Regions from separate parts of the Sus scrofa genome. Here region 1 is linked to region 2. Evidence: chromatin contacts called from public HiChIP or PLAC-seq data. All regions are on one chromosome and are shown on one strand. Each heading gives the region's core, a stretch centred on a gene start, on an enhancer-like site or on the middle of the called end of the contact. The rest is flanking DNA. Distances are from core to core; before and after follow the strand shown. Region 1 holds the start of TMEM246 (transmembrane protein 246). Region 2 holds the start of ZNF189 (zinc finger protein 189).

Region 1 (6,083 bases), core at 3,538-6,037, 83 kb after region 2:
CAGGACATTCATGTGTTGCTTCTACTTTAGACTGTATCTATTTATAGCTACCACTTATTAAGCTCCTATTACATATCCAAGTTCTATACTAGACTATTTCTTCTAACCACAAGATCAACTCTGAAATAGTAATGGAATTAATCTCTTTTAAATGGGAAAAAAAAAAAGCTACCAAGTTGAAAGCAGGAAATTTAAACACGGGAAAAATTTCAAAGCCCATGTTTTTTCCATGATGGCTGCTGCCTTCCATGGCTTGATTTACAGCCTAGCTGCACTTATAAGTCTCTCATTAGTGGATTCAGTCTGATTTATCTTTGATATGCCTCACAGACCCAGTATAACACTCTATGCATAGGAAAGGATTAATGTTTGTTAAGCAGATAAATGACGTCTATGGGCCTCAATTCCTCAGCTATAAAATGCAGAGTATCAAAGAGCCTGGGCATATAATGTGCAGAGATCAACTTAATTGTAAGTGCTTGCTGAACACTTATTATATGCTGGGCACTGTTCTAAGCATCTCATTGATCCTCATAAGAAACCTATGAAAAGTACTATTATTAAGTCATTTTTAGGCCTGAAAAAAAAAAAAAAACAACTAAGGCACAACTAACTTGTACCCGAAGTTAAGAAAGCTTTAAATGGGTGGCAAAACTTGAAATCCAGGCAGACTGGTTCCGGAAATTGCACAGATCACCTGAAATGCCATTAGAAATGGCAATAGATTTGCAGAATGTGTTTGGTAACAGAATTAATATGCAAAAATAATATTAATATTATATATACACATAATCAGACAATTATTTAATTAATGGGATAAAAGATCTCAGTCAAAATGAGGGAAAAAGGAACCAAAAATACCTAGAATAAATTTAAGAAATATACAGAATATATACAAATAAATTCTACTGAAAGATATTTAAAAGTCTTATAAACAGATAAAAATAACATTTCTTACTGTGGCCCAGTGGGTAAGAATCTGACTGCAGCAGCTTGGGTTGCTGCAGAGGCTTGGATTTGATCCCTGGCCCAGTGCAATGGGTTAAAGGATCCAGCATTGTAGCAGCTACCATGTAGGTCACAGCTGTGGCTCAGATTTAATCCCTGGCCCAGGAACTTCCATATGCCACAAGTGTGGCCATAAAAACAAAACAAAACATTTTCCCAGCTAAAAAGCCTCACTAACGATATAGGAGAGATCTCTTTCTCTAAAATTTATATTTAACAGAATGTCAATTTAACTTACTTCGAGAGAGTGGGCCAGTACAATAAATGGGCACTTTCATATAAATTGGTGCAACCTTAGGAGGGAAAGTTGGGATAGTTATCTATACAAGTTTTGTTTGTGCATTTCCCTTTGACATAGAAATTCTACTTTTAGGAATCTACTCTGCAGAAATGCCAACCCATGCTACCAAACACGGACAATAAGTGTTCATGGCAGTTTTGTTTGTAAGTAAGAAAGGGAGACAGACAAACTACAGGGAAAGGAAATGGCCAGCAACAGGAAACATGTTTAGATAATTATACAAAGGGATGGTATGGAGACATTAAAAAGAAAAATAAAGGTTTAAATATACTGACATTTTTAAAAGTCTTAGCTTGATATCTCTGCTATGAACTGAATGTCCATGTTCTCTCCAAACTCATATACCAAAATCAAACTCCCCAATGTGATGATATTTGGAGATGGGGTCTTTAGGCGATATTTAGGTCATGCTAGTGGAACTTTCAAGCTGGGATTAGTGCCCTTATAAGAAAGGAAAGAAGAGATCTCGCTTCCTCTCTCTCCTCTCTCCCAGGGAGAGCATTTCAAGAAGGTAGCCATCTATTAATCAAGAAGAGGGCCCCTTATCAGAAATCCACATATGCTGACAACCCTAATCTAAAACTTCCAGCTTCCATATCTGTTAGAAATAAATGTTTCTGCTGCTTAAGTCACCCACAGCAACATGGGATCCTAGCTGCATTTGCAACCTCCACCACAGCTCACAGCAATGCCAGATCCTAGACCCACTGACTGAGGTCAAGGATCAAACCCACATGCTCATGGATACTAGTCGGATTCGTTTCTGCTGTGCCACGATGGGAATGCCTCATCATTTTATTTTTAATGTGGAGTATAATTTAGTGAAGGAGAGATGAAGGTATGGGGGATGGAGGTTTCCTGTTTTGCTTTCTATACTTCTCAAAGGGCATGTATTAATTTTATGATCAGTGTTAAAAATTCAATTCAACAAATACTGCATCTCGTGCCAGGCACTGGGATAGTGAACATGGCACTCAGGGGTCCTATTCTTAGAACACTAATTATCAAAAATCCAAACATGACTTATTTGTTTCTTTTGGTGAAGCAGGCAGATGTTGGTTAATCTGACTAAAGTATTCTAAAGATCATTTGGAATTAGCACTAATAAAAACTGCTCACTTTGCTGGGACATAACACTAAAAAAGGAAGGATATATTGAAGAAAGCATGGCCCCTGTGCAATGATGATGTTAAGTTTATGTAGTGCTCCAAAGTTTTTTATTGTGAGGGTGGTTACACTTGACAAAATTCATTTAAGTGGTGCATTTTATTGCATGCACACTATACAGCAATAAAACTGATTTTTTTAAAAAAAGTCAGGATGATGATACTGGGTAATGAGATACTAAACTTGTTATAAAACTTCAGTGATTAAAATAACATGGCATTGGCACCAAAATATACTGATAGATGCAAAAATCCACAAATATATAATAATTATATATATTATACATATCATAATTGCAGCAGTCTAAATCAGGGGTAAAAAATGGACTTCATAGCTGATTAACCATTTAGAAAAATTAGCTCTCCACTTTACAACTTAAACTAAAATAAATTCCACATTAAAGTTTTTAAACAAAAGCTTAGAAGTACCTAAAGAAAACAAAGAAGAATATTTATACAAACAAACATGGGTTAGGAAAGACCTTTCTCAGAAAGATCCTCAAACAGAAACTATAAAGAATAGATTTGAATAGCCAACGATGATAAATTGACAAAAATATTAAGCAAACTGGGAAAGACTGCAACATAGATGACAATTACTACTTTAATGTGTAATATATAAAGAGCGCATAAAAATCAGGAACAGAAAGACACTCCAACTGAAAAAGGGGCAAAAATTAATAGTCAATTCATCTACATAAATGCAAAAGGCCAAAACACAGAGGAAATACTGTTGACTCCCCTTGGGTAATTAGACATACAAATTAAAACAAGCTACTACTTTTGTCCACGTTATTGGTTTAAATGCGTGCACGGAGAGAAATTTTAAAGATATCCAGAAAATCTCAACAATCTAGAAGACGAAGTTTTAAATTATCTTTATTTTCTCCGTTACATTTTTCTGTTTCCTGAATGTTCTGTAAGAAGCTTATCCTTTAAAAAATTCTAATTTTAATAATGTTAGACAAACAAAATTTTCTCTTCTCACATACTAAAGTATCTGGTACAGGGCACTCTAGAAATGCATCTCTAAAAAAAGCCAATCCCATTAACAAGGTTTCATTCTCTAAGGGAAATGCGCGCAAGCACGCTCGCGCACACACACCTGCAGGTTTTGCACATGGTCCGCATAGTGAGATCATCATCGAAACCGCCCTTGTGTCCCCTTACGCCCGGGAGGATCAAGGGATGCCCAGGGCACACCCACCCTGCGCCCGGAATATTGTGGGCGCAGTGCGGCATTGGCAACGCCCGGGCCCAGAGGCCAGGAAGAGGGCAAGGCTAGCCAGAGTGGTCCTAATCCCTTATGGAAAGTGAATGGCAGCGGATGAAGAGTCCCAGATCCAGTGTCTACACACTGACCTTGGGTAGTTCCCGCTGCTTTCAGGTCTGTTTCCTCACGCGTAGGCGGAAGCTAACAGTCTGGATCGCCGCGTTGCCTCCCTTCCGCTACTCTTCCCAGGAACTGGGAGGGACACCCCGGGCTGAGAGGTCGTCCGCAGAAACCCAACCCCGCAGCAGCGAACTGTCCGCGCGCCGGGCGGGCTCGAGGGGCGGATGCGCGTCAGATCCTTGCCGCAAACTGGCGGCCATTAGGCGACCCACCCTTGGGCTGGTGGGCCCAGCAGGACTGGGCTGGAGCGGGTGTCTTACCTGGACTCGGATACGCCTGGCTCGCGACTTTCCGTCGGCCTCGCGAAGCCACAGAAGAGGGCGAGGGGTAGGGAGGCTCCCCCGCTGCGACACTCAGTCATCCCTGTGCGGATGCCGGCCCAGCCACTCGAGGGGCGCCCTTTTGGGGTCCCCGCAGTTTTCAGGCGAACCGCAGGCAGCGCCACAAGCGGGGCCGTGCGGGAGCCTGCCTGCCCAGAGGGCACCGCGGTGGGAGCAGGCCTTCCCTGGCGGCGCCAGCTTCTGCGTCTGCTCTCTGCGTGCCCGCCGCGGGAACCCTAATCTTTTTACCCTTGCTCTGAAGGAGTCATCTCCGAGGTGGGCGCTCGGGTCGTGATACCAATGGGGCTGGGCAGATCTTGCGCAGCGGAAACCTACCCGGTGGGAGCGATTAACACTGTCCCCTGCGCAAGCGGAAAGCGGCTGCTGGTATCTCCTAGGCTTGTCTAGCTCATCCCCACGGAGGAGCCATCTCCCGACCCTGAAGCCTCGGAAGAGAGGTTTGGGTGCATGCCGAAGCCTCACCTCCTCCCGAGGCGCGGCTCGCTCACGGAGTACCCAGGCTCTGGCAGGCCATGTGACCTGCGAGCTGTGGAGCGTTCGCAGCCCCCAAAGCCAGCTGTGGGGGGAAAAGCATGGCAAAAGGCGCCAACTGATGGGCAGAAAGGGAAAAGCAGGTTCAAAGCAAAAGAAGTTCAAAAGCTGGAAGGACTATGTATGTCTCTGCACTGTTCACAGCCCCAGTTGGCCATAAAGCGCGTTTTTGGCTGGAGAGGTTTGTTTTTGCCAGTAATAAAAGCGGACATCTCTTCTATCCTTAATCCTCACCTTACCCTGCATTATGCCAGGCGCATTATGAACATTCATCTCTCACTTCACTCCGGTACATTAGAGATTGTCATTCAAAATTTGCAAATGACGAAAGAATATTTGAGAAGGTAATTTGCCGAGTGCAATACTCCAAAAGCCAGAAATGTAATCATTAAAAAAAAAGAAGTTTACTCTAATTAAATCACCTTGCTAGGCATGGGATTTAAAATGGTCTATGGTTCTTTCCACTTACCTGTCAATCTCTTTCAGCAATGGCTTTGTGAGTTCAAAACACCCCCAACCCTAATTTTGGCAGATAGATATCATACTCGTATCCCTATTCCCATTCTAGCACTCCCATCCCCTGTGCTCCTCCCATTATTCTTCTCCACAGTAAATGAGGAATGATTACCAACTCCTGGTTCTACCCTGTAATTCCAACACATTCCACAGAACATCTAGGAGAGAAAAATGCACAAAAGCAGAAAAGAATCATGAAGTAAATATCTGTAATTATTAATGAAGGGCTTTCATTCATTGAGAGAGATCATTGCTAGCTTCACCTCTCAGAAATCATTTAGTTCATAGGCCATGGAGGTCTAATAAAAGATCCTATACAAAACTGATACCCAAACAAGATAACTTAGTGCTTATTGTGAAGGTGCTAATATTCATTAAGTACATTATAAATGCTAACTTAGATGAAATTTGAAGATGTGATGTCATAATTTGCAACTTTATTTCATTCATATATCTTGAATGAAATGACCTAAAATCTAGGCACTTTTTAAAAGAAGAGTGAGGTCTCAAGTCAATTCAGTCTCCAAATAAACACTGTAGAATACTCCCTCACCTCAGTTAGCTCTTTACTACCCATTCAAGCATATATGTGTGTAAATCTGTTCTTGCCCTCTGGGCTGCCCCAAGTCGTTCAAATGGGAAGTTTGTATCTTTTGCGAAGGGGATAGAAGCCAGCATTATAGTTCATAAGGGAGGCACACAGAGATTTACCCGCATTAATGAAATGCTATCTCTCAATGAATAAAAGCCTTCATTAGAGAACAATTACTTTGAGTCTCAAATGTTTTTCAGTCTTCCAGAAGCCTTTTTAAACACAAATGGTCTTA
Region 2 (6,612 bases), core at 1,917-4,416:
ATTATAAACTCCTGAATACAGAGATGTTTTGATTTGGGGAATCCTTTAAAACTGCTTGAGTAACTATTATTGAGTATCAGGGCCAATGTGAAGGAATCTGTGACGCATTATTTCAGTGCTTAATATTTGTTCATTAACTAACTCCTGTCTTCTATGGAGCTGGCATCTGATTGGGATTGTCATCTCTACAGAAACTGGAGTACACTAGAAATGAATGGTCCAGCCCCTCGCCTCCCCCCCAAAAAAATTATAATACCATTCCTCTTTGCCTACTCAAAAGACTCTCTCTACATCAATTCTCTTTTTTTTTTTTTTTTTGCTTTCTAGGGCCTCACCAACAACACATGGAGGTTCCCAGGCTTGGGGTTGAATTGGAGCTACAGCTGCCAGCCTGCGCCACATCAGATTCGAACCATGTTTGCAACCTACAACACAGCTCAGGGCAACACCAGATCCTTAACCCACTGAGCGAGGCCAGCAACGGAACCCGTAATTTCATGGTTCCTAATCGGATTCGTTTCTGCTGCACCACGACAACGGAACCTCCTCTGCATCAATTCTTTATCAATTACTCCCTATCTCACTAGAGTATTCCTATGGCACACAATATACTGCAGTATCTCCCATCTTTAAAAACATTCCTCCTAAAATCCATGTTTCGCTCCAGCTTCCTTTACAACAAAACTTCTCAAGAGTTGCCTATATTTAATGGTCTCTACTTCCTCACCTCCCACCTTCTCCTCAAACTACTCCAGTACATCATAATGAAATATTCCTTTCATCTCAGTTATCTCTTATAAAAGCACACCTCATGTTATGCCTTCATAAGACATAAAATATCACAGATATCAAACTGAAGGCCTGCAGCAATACTGCATCAAGCAAGTCTATGAGTGCCATTTTTCCAACAGCATTTGCTTACTTCATGCTCTGTTACGTTTTGCTAGTTCTCAGTGGAGAAGTAACTGCAAATGTAGTGGAAAGAACAAGAGAACCAGAATTAGAAGTAGACCCTAAAAGATGTAACTGAAACGCTGCCATCGCATGATAAAACCTCAACGTTGAGGAGTTGCTTCTTATGGATGAGGAAAAAAAAAAGTTTGAGATGGAATTTGCTCTTGGTAAAGATGCCATGAAGATTGCTGAAAACACAACAAAGGATTTAGAATGCTACATAAACTTAGTTGATAAAAAGGTGCAGAGGAGTTCTGCTATGACACAATGGGGTCAGAGAACTAAGACACAGGTTCAATCTCTGGCCCAGCACAGTGGGTTAAGAACCCAGTGCTGTTGCAGGTGCAGCTTAGTCTTAATTATGGCTTTGATTTGATCCCTGGCCGGGGAACTCCATGTGCAGAGAGGCAGCCAAAAAAAAAAAAAAAAAGGTGCAGAATTTCAGAGAATTGATTGCAATACTGAAAGAAGTGGATAACATGCTATCAAATATCATTTCATGCTACAAAAAATCATTTGTGAAAGAGCCAAGTGATGCAGCTAAATTCTTTGTCTTATTTTAAAGAATTGTCAGACACTTCACCTTTCATCAACCACTGCCTTGAACTATCAACAGCCACCAACATCTAGACAAGACACACCAGCATAAGGCTCACATGATGCGTAGCATTTTTTTTAAGCATTAAAGTATTAAGCTAAGGTATGTATATTGCTTTTTTAGACATAATGCTATTGCACATTTAACACACTACAGATAGTAAGCATAACTTTAAATGCACAGGGAAACCAAAAAATTCCTTTAACATGCTTTGAGATATTCACTTTACCTAACCCTAACCCTTTGTTTGTTGGAAAACAAACCTCAGTAGCTCCAAGGTACACCTTATACTGTTCTAGTTTTCCTCATAATTTACCACTTTCTGAAATTATATTCTACATTTGTTCATTTTTTCCTCCGCCAAAAGACATATTCTATGAGAATAAAGATTTGGTCTGTTTTAACAACCGTATCCCTCACATCTAGACACTGCATATAGCAGACACTCTAGCAAAACTTGGTGAGTAAGTAAATAAAACAAACTTAAAAGGAGATTTGAAAGATAATAATAAACATTAACCAAAAGAGGGGAAGCTAATAAATACATGAGCTGATAACAAAAATCCTTTTACTGAAAGAGTTTATGTCTGAAACTTAAGAGGGCATACATTGTTCCCTGATGTTCCTCTAAGTTTTGATGTCATAACACTTCCTGAGTCAAAAAGATTTATCTTGACAAAATTCCACATGGCGCTGTGGGAAAAGCAGTTTGATGGACGAGTTAAGAGACCTGGGTTCCACATCCACCTGTCATTAAGTTGCTTTCTGACATTTAGCAAAAAAAACTTTCTCTCTGTGGGCCCTCAGTTTCCTCATATGTCAGAGTACTTATGCTCAGAGAAGGGGCTTTGTTTCTGTTGCTGTATTTAGAGAAATGCTGGGCCTGAGCTGGCGACTAGTATCGGTTGAATGAACCAATGAACTAACAAACGAACACAATGAGGAGTTCTGCTTGTGAAGAAATAAACGCCGCAAACGAATTTAGTTCATCAAGCACGTTCATATTCCTGTTCTGAATTGACCGTCGGAAACGAGTCATTCCTTTCCTGAGATCCTACTCCACTAGGTGCCTAGAGCGCATGGTCGGTACTGCTTGCTTAATAAATTAACGGGTGAAATGAAAGGGAAAGGGGAAAGTATTTCGGTTCTAAGATTTGTAAACTGAGGTCAAAGGAAGTGACTGGACCACCACTCGCGGAACCTGGTGCTTGTTTCTCAACTCAGAACCCTAACGCACTTTATCGTCCCTTCCCTAGCAAGACGCAGGAGGAGGTTCCTGTCTTAATAGCATGACGCTCCCTTCCGAATTCTCCTCTTCATCCTTCTCAGTTTCTCTCCTTATTTTCTGTGAGCTTGAACCACCATCACTTTCCGCTTTACCTGAATGGAGACCAAAATTCTCTGCGTGGCGCCCCAGAGACTGCACACGTGAGGCTTCTTCTGGCAAGACCGGAGACCCACCGTGCCGCCATCTTCGAGGAGAACTTCGAAACAAAACACCGCCCCCCGCCGGCAGTGACGCGCCAAGACCAGCCAATCAGGCGTAAGCTTAGTGTCAAGCATTCCCTTTTTCCTCTAAGCCTCACCATGCTCCCTAGCCCTTTGCACTCCGGGAAATGTAGTCCGGTAGCCGTTGCGGCTGAGACTGAACCCGGGCGCTCCCTCTGAGCCTGACGGGAGTTGTAGTTGGGGGGAGTCCCGGGAGGGTTCTGGGTGACGCCTTCTGGTCCGGGCGGGCGGTCATAGAGCTCTTTGGCTGAAAGCAAAAGGAGCAGGCAGCCGGGAGGAGGCTCTAGCGCGGCCTGGAAGGCCTGCGTAACTAGGCAGGGGAGGCATTCGGGGTTAGGGGGCGGCCAAGAAGCGCATCTGACATGCTGCTGGGGTCGTGACCGCTCGGGGACCGAGGCAGGACCTGGCCATATCCAGCCTGGAGGCCTCGCCTTCGTCGGGCCTCATCTTCAGCGGCGGCGTAGGCCTTGCTAGAGGCTCCTTTTCGTGCGGCTACCCCGGATTCCTGCCCTGATTTTCTGTCGGAGAGATGGCCTCCCCGAGCCCCCCGACAGAGCCGAAGGTAGGTCGCCCCTCCGGGTATTCGTGTTCTTTCGCCATTACCCAACTAGGCCACGCCACCGTCGGTCGTGTTCCCCCCCCGCCCCCGCCAGATTGCGGTCTTTAGGGCCAGCTTGGTGCGAGGGAGTACCCCTTTAATGCACCAGGGTGCCGGTCATGACCACACTATCCACTGGCTCCTTTTTTGAGAGCGACTGGATAAATTAGCTAAAGAAAATGAGTAGTGCTCCAAACTAGTGTTCTCATTTATGAGTTCTTTCAGGTGAGGTACCTTTTTTGACCCTCTCCTGTGTCTAATGCACCTGCTGCGATGCCTGGACCCAAGGTAGACGCATGGAGAACTTAACGGAATTGAAGTGAAAAGGGTCTCAAGCCAGTGCTAATAGAGAATTGGAGCGGGGCAATGAGGTGCAGGAAACTTGGGAAGGCCTTGGGTCAGTTTGCTAGAATTATAATATTGGGGAATAATTGATAAGCCAGAAAGCCTTATCCTAGGCCTCCTCACTACAGAAGGCAAAGATGCAGCAATAGAATTCAGTCTGTTCCAGAATTGAGCCCAGTTTGGAACTCTTAGTTATCATGTGCCTCCTAGCCTACCCAGCCCTGATAAGTGATTGCTTCTGCTACTTTCAGTGCTAGAATTGTCCTTGAGACAACAAGAACTGACTACAGAAATCATACTATTTCAGGGGTTGCTGACATTTGAGGATGTGGCTGTGTTTTTTACCCAGGAGGAGTGGGATTATCTGGATCCAGCTCAGAGAAGCCTGTATAAAGATGTCATGATGGAGAATTATGGAAACCTGGTCTCACTGGGTAAGAATCTGCTGTTTCTCTGATTAAAATATATAAGAAACTGTAAGAAATCAGAACACTTGAGCCAGTATCATACCAAACTGCTTTGTTCCAAAGTTCTGATTCAAACCTTTAACCATGAATTATTTCCATGACTCTCATCCTTACCATCCTTGCAGTGACCAAAATACAAGCCTTTCTAGCTTCATATCTTCATAATCTCATTCCCATATTGCTCTGTACTTTCCCTCCTGGTTCATCCTCCCACTGCTTTCCTCCCACCCCTTTTTACTCTGCCTTCTGGAGCCCCTGTTCCTCTTCACACAATGTTCCCTACCCCTCCTGGCCTTAACTGAAACCTGGCATTTTCCCAAGGACACCACTTCTCTGGCAGTGGCTGCTTATTCTCCCACATCCTCGTCCTTTCCCATCCTTTGTCTCAAGGCTGAAAGGGAAAAACTATTGTTCTCTGAGGTTTTCCTTGCTGTTCCCAAAGCATTACTTTTTCCACCTTCAAATACAATTTTTCTCTTTTGATGTCTCAGCTGTCTTGCTCTACCCACTCATTTCTTTTTCACTATCAACTGTCATTTTTTTTTTTTTTTTTTGGTCCCTCACACGTAGATTTTGTCACATTTCAGAATCTTCTCTTTGCTAACCCACACCGTTAATATTGTAGTCATTACTTCAGCCTCATTGTATATTGACTGTATTGTCCTCAGGGACCCTGCTTCCCATTTTTATTCAGTAACTCACATCAAATGATCATACTCAATTTTGTCCTAACACGCAAATCTTATTCTTTGACCAATATCTTAATCTTTTTCAGGCAGTAGATGTTTATTGACTATAACTAAATGGGAGACCAAAGCAGACATGATCTCTGCCCACATGGAGCTTACTGCAACTTCTCATGTTTCTACCTCTCTGACTCCTTTCCTACCACTTATTTATTCTTAATGTTTCCTGTTCCTTGGCTTCTTTTTCCCCCCGCCTCTCAGTTCACTACTGCCCTCACTTCCTTTTCTAATCCAAAGACCTATATATAAAATTAACCAGCATGTTTTATTGCCACCTTGTCATGTTCTAACCATTCTGCAAACTTCAAATCTTGTACTGGTTATAAAATCTGCCTTTTCTTTTCTCCTAGAGTTGATAAACACAGCAAGAGAAATTATTTAATCAGAAGAATCGATGCCCTGTATACTTACATGGCTTTTCTTTCTTCTAGTCTCCACTGGGTTTTTATATCTTAGCAAAGTTTTTATTATTAATTTATTAGCTGATGTCCCTGTTCCTTTTAGTAACTATTCCAAAAACTTAAGTTTTCTTTGGGTCCATCACTCAGTGGTGGACTTCACCTTCTGTTTCACAGAGAAGACAGAGGCCACTAAACATGAACTCTCAACTTTTCCACCTCATGCTCACACTTAAGATCGCTTATCTTCTCACATTATCCAAGAACTTAGCAGTCTCTTTTTTTCCCTTATAGCTTCAGTCTTTGTTCTTTCTCCTCTGGTACCCTTATTCTGATGATAGATATGTTCATGGTTCTTTCAGTTGAAGAAAGAGGGGCAAGAAGACTTCTCCTTTGAGCCACAGTCTCTCTTGCTGCTTCCTGTAACCTACTATTTGTTCACTTCACAGCCAGGTTTTTGTACGAGTAGTTAATGTGTGTTCTCTTCTTTACCTCCCATTATCTCTATGCCCCTTTGCATGCCTCTGCCACTTGCTTTCAGTTGTTTAACAGTGGTCTGTAATAACCCAGTTGTCAAATGCAATAGGCTCTTTATGGACCGTATTTAATCCCCCTTCTCTATAGTTAGTTGAAATTCTTCTATTGCTTTGCATTCTCAGACTTCCTCTCAGCTATATACTCTCCTTGGCAAACCTTTTTTACACCCAGGTCATCAGCTACTGCTACGTGATAATAAGTCCCAAATCTTTATCTCCACTTAAGAGAGACAATATGGAGCCTATCTGCCTAAGTAAAAATCCTGGTTCTACCACTTACTAGCCTTATGGCCGTAGGTATATTACGTAACCTTTCTGTGCCTTTTTCCTTTTTTTTTTTTTTTTTTTTTAATAAAATGGAAATAATAGCACAAACCTTTTAGGGTTATTGTGACCATTAACTTAGTTAATATATGTAAAACATTTAGGACAGTGACTAGTGTGAAATAAGTACAGTGTAA

What was found. HiChIP or PLAC-seq counts read pairs in DNA pulled down with a chosen protein or histone mark.
Region 1: a contact with region 2 is called in an H3K27ac HiChIP or PLAC-seq map of alveolar macrophages. The contact joins the promoter of TMEM246 here to the promoter of ZNF189 in region 2. A contact is called at or near these places in 1 of 47 Hi-C or Micro-C datasets (heart right ventricle) and 2 of 2 datasets of contacts at active chromatin or transcription factors (alveolar macrophages and skeletal muscle).

Annotation. Positions count from the first base shown.
Region 1 is chr1:243,185,494-243,191,576 of Sscrofa11.1, forward strand. TMEM246 (transmembrane protein 246) reads right to left here and starts at 4,788. Exons shown (of 2, transcript XM_005660302.3): 1 at 4,129-4,788.
Region 2 is chr1:243,103,745-243,110,356 of Sscrofa11.1, forward strand. ZNF189 (zinc finger protein 189) reads left to right here and starts at 3,167. Exons shown (of 4, transcript XM_005652705.3): 1 at 3,167-3,623; 2 at 4,354-4,438. The coding sequence starts at 3,591. MRPL50 (39S ribosomal protein L50, mitochondrial) reads right to left here and starts at 3,087. Exons shown (of 2, transcript XM_003122043.4): 1 at 2,933-3,087. The coding sequence starts at 3,024.